Linked DNA regions of Mus musculus: region 1 is linked to region 2. A link is a contact called in public promoter capture Hi-C data. All regions are on one chromosome and are shown on one strand. Each heading gives the region's core, a stretch centred on a gene start, on an enhancer-like site or on the middle of the called end of the contact. The rest is flanking DNA. Distances are from core to core; before and after follow the strand shown. Region 1 holds the start of Ttc16 (tetratricopeptide repeat domain 16). Region 2 holds the start of Slc27a4 (solute carrier family 27 (fatty acid transporter), member 4).

Region 1 (5,258 bases), core at 327-2,826, 3.0 Mb before region 2:
CTCCGGGGAGAAACAGCCCAGGACATGGTTCTCCACCATATTAGGGTGTGTGGGGCGCCCGATGCCCACCAGCAGCCTTGGCATTGCCTGTAGGGTCCCAGGGGAATGAGGATGCATTGGTGAGATACAATGTCAATGCTAGCCACCCCCACCCAGGGCAGGGCAGAAGGGTAGACTCACATTGGAGTTCAGACAGCTAATGCAGGAACGGACTCCATTATGGCCCCTTGAGGGGATATGAAGAGCAGTTAGTACTTTCTGAGGCAGTGCCCTTCCTCCATTCCCTTGCCCAGGCCTTCTTCAGAGCAGCCCAGCCTATCGAGATAGATAGTCTCAACAATCTTACTCCACTCCAACAGAGGCCAGCATCCCTACCCAAACCTACGCACATAAGAGCCTCACCTTGCGCTGCCCCCCAGCTTCAGAGCCAGCTTTCCCAACGGCTTGTCCAGTTCATCATGGACCAGATAGATCTCCTCCGCAGTCAGCCCAAACAGCTCCGCTTGGCACAGGGAAACAACACTCTAGTTACTGCATATCTGCTCAGAGGGGTCACAACAACCCCCATATGTAAACAGGCTTCCCCAAGCCTTCACTGTAGTAATTGGGGCTCACCAGGCACTTGTCACAATTGAACCCTCTCTCTGGTCCCTGTGCCCTCTTATCCATGAAACCTACAACTCACCAGCTCGGGCTACGCTGCGCCCGTTGACGTTCATGAGGCGCCGCGGCCGGAGCAGTACCAGCTGAGCATCCCCGAGCGGGGCCAGGGCGAGGTCAGCAGCACAGCGCGAGTCACGAGTCCAATTCTCCGCCACTCCCAGTCGCCTTGCTATTTGCCCCAGCACCGCCATGCCCACACTGTGCCGGGTGCCGGGCATTCCGTGGTTCCCCAGGCCAGCCACCTGTAGGCAACACTCACTCAGGACCCAAAACATTGACCAGGAAACAGAAGCGACAGTATTGGGAAGGAGCACTTAAGGGTCTGGGAACTCCTGGAGGCCCCACCAGCCAGAGGATGCCGCTCCCTGGTGCAAGAGCAAAACTAAAAGTTTGGAGCCAGTTAGTATTGCGCCTATTTGACTAAGTAGAAAAAGGGACAACTATCCCGAAAAGATGGTTCCGAAGGTAAGGTTGCTGCTAACCCTGACAACCTGGGTTCGATCCCCAGAACCCACATGGTGGAAAGAACCCTCTCCTAAGTTGCCCTCTGACAGCCACAGGGCACATGCATACAACGCATACACTTAAATGTAAGCGTAGCTGCGGAGCCAAGCCCCGCGTCCCTGTGTAGCCACCCACGCCCCACTCACCAGCCACCGCTTCCCGGGGAACCGAGCCTCGGAAACCTGCCGGCTCAAGGCCCAACTCCGCCGCATCCCTGGACTAAAAAGACCGGACTTCAACGTGCCGACTCCCATTCACAGCCAGGACCCCGCCCCTTGACGTCAGGCATCCCTAAGCCAATAGCATCACGACATGTCCAGCGACGCCCAATCCAGGCTGGGTTTGGCGTCCGCCATGTCTCTGCGGGGCGGAAGTGGGTGGATCGCGGGCCCGGGCGAGTGTCTGGGTGCATTCCTCCGCGACGCGTCACCCTGTATGGCTCAGCCTTTGCTCGGCCTTTGCTCGAGGGCTGGTACCTCGTTAAGTTTCTACCCTGGCCCGCGTCGGCGTGCACTGCCCATAGGTTCTTTCCTTGACTTAGGCCTTGGCTTGCCTTGCTGAGTTTCTAGTGACTCTCGGAGGCGGGGCCAAGTGGGCGGGGCCTATGGACATCGTGGACCTGGTGCCTAGCAACAACGGAGCTAGGGAACCTCAGAGTATGCTTAGCCCAGAAGTTAGCCTAGAAACCTGGCCATGACAGACAGAAGCAAGGTGAGGGCTGAGAAGGGGAAAGCTGAGGCAGAGGTCGGGGCCGCAAGAAGGGCTTGAGGAAGAGCCAGTCAAGCCCTTCAGGGGAACTGGGAGAGGTCAGAGGTCATCATTTGTAGTGTGGTAGGGGAGAAGGGTGACTGGCCTCCCAGTCCTAAGGGAGAGAGAGGGCAGAGAGATTTTTTGGGGGGGTTGTTGTTGTTTTAACGTTTTGGGGTTTTGTTTGTTTGTTTTATAGACTCAGAGAACTCCATCTGCCTCTAGCTCTAGAACGGGGTTATTAAAGGTATGCACTACCGTGCCCAGCCCAAGTGGAGAGATTTTGAGGAGTGAAACACAGAACTTGAGGACTGATGAGACATAGGTTCCCCGATTCTGGTGACTATGGGAAGGGTGATCACACAGAGGTGAGAAGCCCTGGGAAGAAGTCAGGTGAAGTGCTTGCTCAATGTGACCTGACGAGTGTGAGAATCCCAGGGCGGGAGTCACAAGGAACCTTGTGCAGCAGGGTCTGAAAACGATGAGCAGCTAGAGCACAAGGTGAGAGCAGACAAAGCCCAAGAGGAGAGCAGAGGGTGCAGTGGTTCCTTGACCTTGACCACAGGACAGGGAGAGAGGCAGGGCTAGAGAAATGTTGGAGCCCTGGGGGACTGTTGAACCCCAGACTAGGTGTGCCTTCTACCAGGAGGCCTCTTCACACCTCTTCCAGTAGGCAAAGCTCCTGGGGGAAGTGTTCCTGAGGCCTTCTGAGCTTACTGCCCCTGGCTTGGTTCCAGGAGCCTCACAGTGCCCGTTCCCAGAAAACTCCAAAGCTAAAGGTTCCTGAAGCCCCAGAGAAGATCCTGCGACGCATCTTTGGGACCAGTCATGTGTTCTATGTTATGACAGATCCTACAAAACGAAGGATGATAGGATCAACAGTGCCTGCCAAAGTCAGAGAGTAGTGAGTGACTTCTTTGTCTCCAACTCCAGGTTCCTACTCTACAAAACCATTATTAATACTGGGTTCAGCTGCAAGCTGGCTGCTATCCCTCTCTGGGTCTCAGTGAACAGCGAGGGTAGAGGGATAAGGGGCTGATGCCCTGGAAGAGCTCCAGGAAGGTCAGCCTGGCCTCTGTGGAGCTCTGATGGCTTTTGCAGCCTCTTTACCTCAGCCCTCCCTCCTGCATACCCCATTCTAGCCCTGAGAAGGTCCTGGGCTGGTCCCAGATCAATACCAGATCCACTGCCTGTCCTGTCCTGTCCTGTCCTGTCCTCACAGCTATAACCAAGGCCATCAGTGCCTCCTACAAGAGGACTGGGAGATGTCTGTGCTGTTCTTCTCCCGTGCCCTCCACCTGGACCCCAAACTGGTAAGAGGAGAGTCAGAGTGGTCCCCAGGGAGCAACTGGCTGGGCATAAGTCCCCCACCCCCTGTCACTGTCAAACCTGCTTAGCCCTTCCTCCCAGGACCATCAGATTCTGGAACCACCTGGAAGGGAAGAAGTTGGAGAGGAAATAACAGCCAGGGTCTCTTTGCCTTTAGGTAGACTTCTATGTATTCCGTGCTGAGGCCTTCATCCAACTCTGTGACTTCTCCTCTGCCCTCCAGAACCTCCGCAGGGCCTACTCCTATGACCCAGGGAATAACAAGTACCTGAACCGGCTGGCCTTTGTGCTCTACCTACAGGTGCCTCAGCTGCCCCACCCGCAGGGGACTTCTCACCTTATCCCCAGCTACTGGCTTGCCCTTCACCTACAGGGAGCCTTCCTGGGATAGGATCTGAGTTCTTGGGGACTCCCGGTCTGTGCACCTGTTTACACCAGCTGCCCCCATCGCTGATTTATTAATTTAGCTGGAGGTGTCTAGAACTTCTGCAGTAAGGCTCTGACCTACCCACACTATCCAATAGGGTCACCACTGGCCACATGGAAATGTTGAGTCCTTACAGTGTGGCAAGTATGACTGAACTAAATTTTAAATTCGATTTGGGTGGGTTGGGTCCGTAAGGGGTGTGACTCAGTGGTAGGATGGCAGCTTGGCACACAGAGGGCTCTGAGTGCTGTCCCTAGTACTAAGTGGAATTTTAACTGCTTAACATTTATTTTGACATTGACTTGAGCATGTGTGCTTGTGTGTATGTGTGCATCTGTGTGCCTAGGGAGGTCAGAAGTCAGATGTCTCCTTGTACTATGTGGGTGGGCCCTGGGCATCGGCAGGCCTGATGATGAAGTGCCTGTACCCACTGAGTCATCTCAGTACCGTCAGTGTCTTTTGAAAGTTCTTTTGAAAGTCAGATATTGGCTAGAAGTTGAGTTGAGTGCAACAGTGGTAGACCATTTGCCTAGGAAAGGGTCTGAGTCCAAGCACCAGTGCCACAAAACACCAAGCCCCTCAGTTCCTACAAAGAAGCTTGGGTGGCCAGTGACACGACTGAGCAGGTAAGAGCATCTGCTTCTTAAGCCTGACTACCTCCGTGTGATAGCTGAGATGCACACGGTGGGAAGAAACCAGACTGCCACAGTTAGCTATGACTTTCACACGTGTGCTGCGGCATGTGCCTGCCCCCACACACCACAGAATAAATGCACATCATAAAAAAGAAACATTGGGCCAGACATGGTGGCTCAGGCTTGCACACTCTGCACACCAGAAACTGAGGCAGGAAGAGTCTCATGAGTTCAAGGTCTGTCTGGGTTGCATGGTTCCCGGCCAGTATGAGTTACACTGTGAAACGTTAATAAGACAAATATACCAGACAAGGCAGGAGAGCCCTCGAGGCATTCAGATAACTGATAGAACTGTTGAGGGCCTGTGTCGTGCTAGCTCACTTCCTGTGTGACCTGTGGCGAGTCACTTCACCTCCCTGATCCTGGGTTCCTTCATCTGAAATGGGGAACACTTGTGAATTCTAGACCTTTGGCCGGAGCCCCGCTGCCCTCACCTGTTGCCCCATTCTGTCTGGAATCTCTGTGTTGCTGTATTCCTCCACGTTTCTTGGTGTCTCTCTGCTCTGTATCTTGTTTCCATCTCTGTCTCTTGAAGTCTCTGTCTCTGTTCAAGTCCCTCTCCCTGTCCTCTGCCACCTGTGGAGGTCATCAGAGCTGGAGTTCTGAGCGGAGCTGACAGCCGTGTCTCCTCAGGGTCAGTGCCTGTATGAGCTGTGTGACTTCCAGGAAGCCCTCTGTGTCTTCCTGCAAGCCTCCGACCTCCAGCCCCAAAACGCTTCCTTCAGTTACCGATGGTGAGTGTCTCACACCACCACGCCCTCTCCTGGCAGCAGCCTCTTACAGCCCCAGGCTGAATGCCCTTTGCCCTCTGCCCTCTGCCCCCAGCATGGCCTGCCTGCTGGCCCTCAAGCGGTATCACGACTGCCTCGCCCTCATCACTAGGGAGGTGAAGC
Region 2 (5,370 bases), core at 2,625-5,124:
GCCTGAGATCAACTCGTAAGCCTGCTGTGTCTGTGTGATGCTAGGTGAACACCTCACTTCCCTCTGAACCTGACTCACAGTCCAAAAACCAAGATGACAACTGCAGTCTCTTCAGTCTTAGTGAAGATCAGAGCTTCGGAAAGCTCCATGCTCAGCACTTTTCATCCCTGACTCAGCAAGAAATAAAAGCCAGGTCTGAGAGGAAGGAAGGGACCTAAGTTCTGCTCCCCTTGTACAGATAAAGCAGACGAGGCCAATCTACCCAAGGACCAGACAGCACTGGCCACTCTGTGGGTGCTTAAGAGCAAGACCTTCTTGAGATCTGTGGTGCTGCGGCTAGGGAAACCAAGGCTCAGGAGACCTGTGGTTCATAAAGGCTCTGCAGCATCCCTGGCAGGTCCAGAAGCTCTGGTGCCGAGACTCATACAGCCTCCCTCGGGAATAGAACAGAGCTGTCATCTGTGCAAGGTCCCACGGGTCTCCCACATGCAGCTCACCTGAGGCCATCTCACTGCCAAAGATGAGAGCTCGTGCCTTTGAGGTGTCAAGACAGTGGCGCAGGGCATCCCGCCTAAGGTTGGTGTTGATGAGAGCCGCCTCCACGCCCAGCTTGGCCATGCCTAGCCACAGACCCACAAACTCATTGCGGTTTTCCATAAAGAGGGCAACTACATTGCCTGAGGCCAGGCCCCGGGCCTGCAGGAAGTTGGCCACACTACTGGAGTACTCATCCAGCTGGCGGAAGGTCCAGTGAGTGTCTGTGCCCTCGAAAATCAGGGCTGTCTTGTCCGGGTGGCGCTGTACCATTGAAGCAAACAGCAGGGGCACCGTCTTCCGCTCCTGAAGGTACCGTCGCACCTTGGTCTTCACCTTCAGGAGCACCATGCCACCACTGTGTGGGAGGAAAGAAGCTATCAGTGCTAAGCCAGGCTCCTGACACTGCCCAGGCTGCTGTCCAAACAGCCTGAGGCTCAGGAACCAGCTAGCTAGCTTTTAGTCTTTTGGTTCTCTGAGACAGGATTTCTGTGTAGCCCCAGTTGTCTTCAAACTCAAGAGACCTGCCTGCTTCTGCCTCCCAAGTGCTGGGACTGAAGGCGTGTGCCACCACGCCCGGCTCAGAGTTCTACTCTTATTCTTCTAAGTCTGCTGTTCTGCTAGAAGCCCTCTGGGGTGGGGCCCCAAGCCCATAGTCTCCATTCCTGATCTGGAGATCGGGAGCTCCCCGTAGCCCTCACTGCCATAGAAGCTCAGGGGTGAGCTTTCTCCCTGCAGGTGGAAGCAGGTACCTGTCACCTTTACTACCTTGTCTCCTAGGCCTTCTCCATGCTGGGCACAGGGAAAATGTCCAGAGCTTGTGGAACCCCCACCCTACCCCCATATCCCACACTGCCAACTGCTACTTCTTTGTCAGTGCTGGGTCCTCTGGCTGTGCTCTGTCCCCCTCCCCCACCTGCACAGCACCTTTCAAACAGAGAGTCCTTTCCCTTCAGGAGACCTCTTGGGTTTCCCGCCCAAGTTCCTCACCTGGGGCTTGCTCTCTTTATCCCATGCTCCCACAGCTCCTGTGGGGCCACTAGACACCTCTTATAGTCAGCCCAGACTGACAAACACTGAGCTGTCCATTCTAGGCAAGGCTCCCTTTTCCGGGTACTAGAACACAGGAGTGAGCAAGACCACCAGGGTCTCTGCAGCAATAGCACAGACAGTTTAGGGAGTTACTTCGTCCCTTTCTTACCTCCTAAAAGTCTGAGCTTCTTCCTCTCTGACCCTCAGAACCAGCCTAGCATAGAGCAGCTAGGAGCAATTTCTCCCAGCTGTCTAACTCAGGATTTGTGCTAGCATCCAGTGTCCCCCTGGGCTCTTTCAGGCTGTGCCAACCTAAGGAAAGGTCCTTTTCCTCTGGGGTCTTCTTCACCTTGCCATGAACAGTGTCCTCGTGACCCTTCTCAGACACATCTTTCAACAGATCTGCTTTGATTTGTGCCCCAGGTCAAGGAGTCTCGGGGTTAGGAGATTCCTTGAGACCTTGACCTTGGAGATGAAAGTTCTAGGTATGCCAGGAGAAGGGCAAAGAGAAGACACTGTTCCTTTAATAACCCAGATGTCTTGTGCTGGCAGGGATAATGGCTGGTAAAGCCCAGCACAGTTGAGACCCCAAGGGAGGCTAGATATGGTACTCACAAGATATCTCTCCTGACCGTCTTGATGAAGACCCGGATGAAACGCCAGCCACCAGACCCCAAGTACAGGAGCAACAGGGAGAATCCCACCTGGGTCCAGGGCAGCTTCAGCACTAGCTTGGAGAACAGTAGCGCCCCCACCAGAGATGCTCCAAGTAGCATTGTGACCTGCAGGTACAAGGTGGTTAGGAGACACAATTCCTTCTTTAGGGGCCGCTACTTCTGCACCAGCAGCCACTTCAGTATGAGCCCAAAGGGTCAGCCTATGGGGATTGCCTAGTCACCTTAAAAGGGGTGGCTTAAAAAAGGTTCAAGGCTTTGGTTCCATGCCAAGTTGGAGGGGCCTTGAAATCTACAGCTCTGGGGTTAAGAAACAAGAGGATGATCTAGCTTCTGGTTCTATCTTTGACCACCTTGTCAAGTGACCTTGTGCTAGCCCCTTTCCTACTTCAGGCCATAGCACCTTGCTCTATGCATTGGGCTAGTAAGACTTGTTCTTAGAACCTTTCTAACCCAAACAGGACAGTCCATTCACCGATATTCAAGCAACCTAACCAGATGGCCGGGAGACAGGTGCTGATAGAAGTGTCTCTCCTAGGGACTCCAGGAGGTTCTGGAAATGACAACACCAAAAAGGGCAGCTTCCTGGGAAGGGAGCCCTGCACAGTCTCTGGCCCACAGACTCAAGGTAGCGTTGTGCCTCTACCGGTCCATAGAGGGCGAGCCAGCAAATGGCTTAGAGGCAGGAGGGGCCTGAGAGGTGACAGCCCAGGGGTAGGGTGGAAAGAGGTGATTGTTGGACAGGAAAAGGATTTGGAAGTACCCACACATTCAGATGGATCTTTGAGGACTAGGGCTGAGAAGGGGAAAGGCTGTGTTGAAGCCCAGGGCAGAGATTAAGGCCCACGCTCTATTCCCTCTTCTTTATGGATTTAGTCAAGAGGACTGCTAATGGATTGCTTTTCTTGGGAAGAGAGGAAGGTCAAAGATATGAAGTAGCCTGAATATCTCCAAGCTAGGCGGAGGACCACGGCCTGGAACACAGGGAATCCCTTATGAGACTGCCTTCTGGAGAAAAGCATAAAGCAATGGGTGGGAGGACTACCGCAGGATCGCTAAGATCCTTAGCTCTCTGACAGAGGCAGTCAAAAAGCAAGCTAGGAGCCGGTCCAAGACCGCTGAGAGAGGAGACAGGACAGGAGGGGCGCCACGGACCGATTGCCTCTAGATAGCCAGGACATCAGAGCGTTCTCGGGGTTGGGAGAAGGAGGGCGCGCCCCTCAGTCCGAGCCGGCACCGCCGTCTCCCCCTGCTCGGCCTGGCACATTTTCCCCGCTCAGAAAGCCGCCGTCCCCGCCTTAGCTCACCCGGCTGCGGCTGCGCGGCGCGGCGCCCCGTCAGGATGCGGCCCGGTTGCGGCAGCGGAGTGCGGTGCGCTGGGGGCATCGGCCGCCCCGGGGCACACACAGCCGAGCCTCGGTGCGTCTGGCCCACTCCTCGTCCTTGTAGGGTCTGTACCTCTGCCCCGCTCCACCCCCACCCGCCTCCCGCACCCGCACCGGCTGTGCCAGCCGGCAGCACCGCCTTCTGTGCCGTCCCCGCAGAGGGCGAGCTTCTGAGTCCGTGCACCTCAGCGCAACCCAGCCCCAGCGCGCCCGACACCGCCCAGCCCCTCCAGCCCTGCGCGCACCACTGCCTCCGCAGCCGCCCGGCCCGCTGGGAGTGGTAGGCTGAGCCGCACGGCATGCTGGGAGTTGTAGTCCTAGTAGTCTAGCTTGTTCAGGCTGCTGAAGTTGCCCTGGTCAGGCAGTGCTCCTTGGGTCGTTCCTCTCTGCCATTTCCTGGACCAGGGGATCCAGGTAGCATAAACCCGCCCACAGACCATTTGAGAATACATAGCCAGAAGCTAAGGCCCAAGTAGAATTTGTTTAACTTATTATTATTATTTACATTTGTTTGCTTATTTGTGTATGTGTAGATACATATGCCAAAGACCCTGTGTGGTCAGAGGACAACTCGTGGGAGTTGGTTCTGTTCTTACACCATGGGCTCCAGGGATCATACTAAGGTTACTAGGCTTGGCCCTCAGTCTTGGGAACAGGCACCTTTTCCTGATCCACCTTGTCAGTCCTGTTTGTTTTTTGAAACAGGGTAGTAACTTTGCCCTGGATCTTGCTGTAGTTAATCTACTTCAGCCCAGAGCGCTGGCATTACAGACATTAACTACTACATTTGTCTTGAAATAGAATTTAGCAAATGTTCAATACCACTTGCTGAAAAAAAAAAAAAGCTGGATTCTGGCAGAATACACAGGGCATTGGGCTTCTAGACCATTCTGGAATGGTCATTCACCACAGCTGAGTATGATTGTTCCCTCAGGACTTTTACAGTTTTCAGTACCTTTGCAAGGTTCAAAAAGAACTGAAGAGCCAGGAGGAGTAGCTTCAGGGGATCTCCTCAAAGGTCAGGATTTAAAGCCTGTGTAACTAACTTTAACCCTGACTGATAACACTCCCGAACACTGGTTCCTTTGTAAACTGTGAGCTTTGTCAGGCTGTGGGCAAGGGTCTAGACTCACAGCCGTTGGATTGAGAGCCTCTGAAAAGTTCTGGGGTGACTATGCAACGTGCCTATTACTGCCTCTGTTCTTAAATAGCCCCTTCAATGACTCAACCTAGTCAAGTTCTTAAGGGGGGAAGGGGCAACCTTCAAGGTCTGTTTATAGGGATTACAGATGACATTTTGGTATGAAGATGGTCTGGACCTGCTCAGGATTGCATCCATTGGAGAGGCTGGATAGTAAGCTAAAGGATGTCTCTAGGGCTATAATAGCAGGTGCCCCATGTTCATAGACATGTGCATCACAGACCAACAAGAGAATCATGTTCTCAGCAGAGAGTTCCAAATCTGTGCCTTCTTATGGATTAAAGGTGGGCTTTAGGGGATCAAGCACAGCGGTGGTGGTGGCACACACCTTTAACCCCAGCACTCGGGAGGCAAAGGCAAATGAATCTCTGAGTTCGAGGCCAGCCTGGTCTACATAGTGAGTTCCAGGACAGCCAGGGCTACATAGTGAGACCCTGTCTCAAAAACAAACTAACAAAACAACACCCCACAAAAGTGGGTTTGGGGGTCAGGTAAGCATGGTGGTACATAACTTTATTATTTATTTATTTGGTTTTTTGAGACA

Evidence for each region. Capture Hi-C pulls out chosen DNA fragments and counts their contacts.
Region 1: a promoter capture Hi-C map of liver shows a contact between it and region 2, with 2.3 times the contacts expected there. The contact joins the promoter of Ttc16 here to the promoter of Slc27a4 in region 2. A contact is called at or near these places in 3 of 39 promoter capture datasets (hematopoietic stem and progenitor cells, liver and pre-B cells) and 1 of 9 other capture datasets (liver).

The regions. Positions count from the first base shown.
Region 1 is chr2:32,771,951-32,777,208 of GRCm38.p6, reverse strand. Ttc16 (tetratricopeptide repeat domain 16) reads left to right here and starts at 1,576. Exons shown (of 15, transcript NM_177384.3): 1 at 1,576-1,878; 2 at 2,114-2,161; 3 at 2,652-2,818; 4 at 3,137-3,227; 5 at 3,401-3,544; 6 at 4,999-5,099; 7 at 5,191-5,258. The coding sequence starts at 1,861. It overlaps Ptrh1 (peptidyl-tRNA hydrolase 1 homolog), which reads right to left and starts at 1,388. Exons shown (of 5, transcript NM_178595.3): 1 at 1,314-1,388; 2 at 686-905; 3 at 403-502; 4 at 181-226; 5 at 1-87. The coding sequence starts at 1,379.
Region 2 is chr2:29,801,138-29,806,507 of GRCm38.p6, reverse strand. Slc27a4 (solute carrier family 27 (fatty acid transporter), member 4) reads right to left here and starts at 3,874. Exons shown (of 13, transcript NM_011989.5): 1 at 3,548-3,874; 2 at 2,182-2,348; 3 at 498-892. The coding sequence starts at 2,342.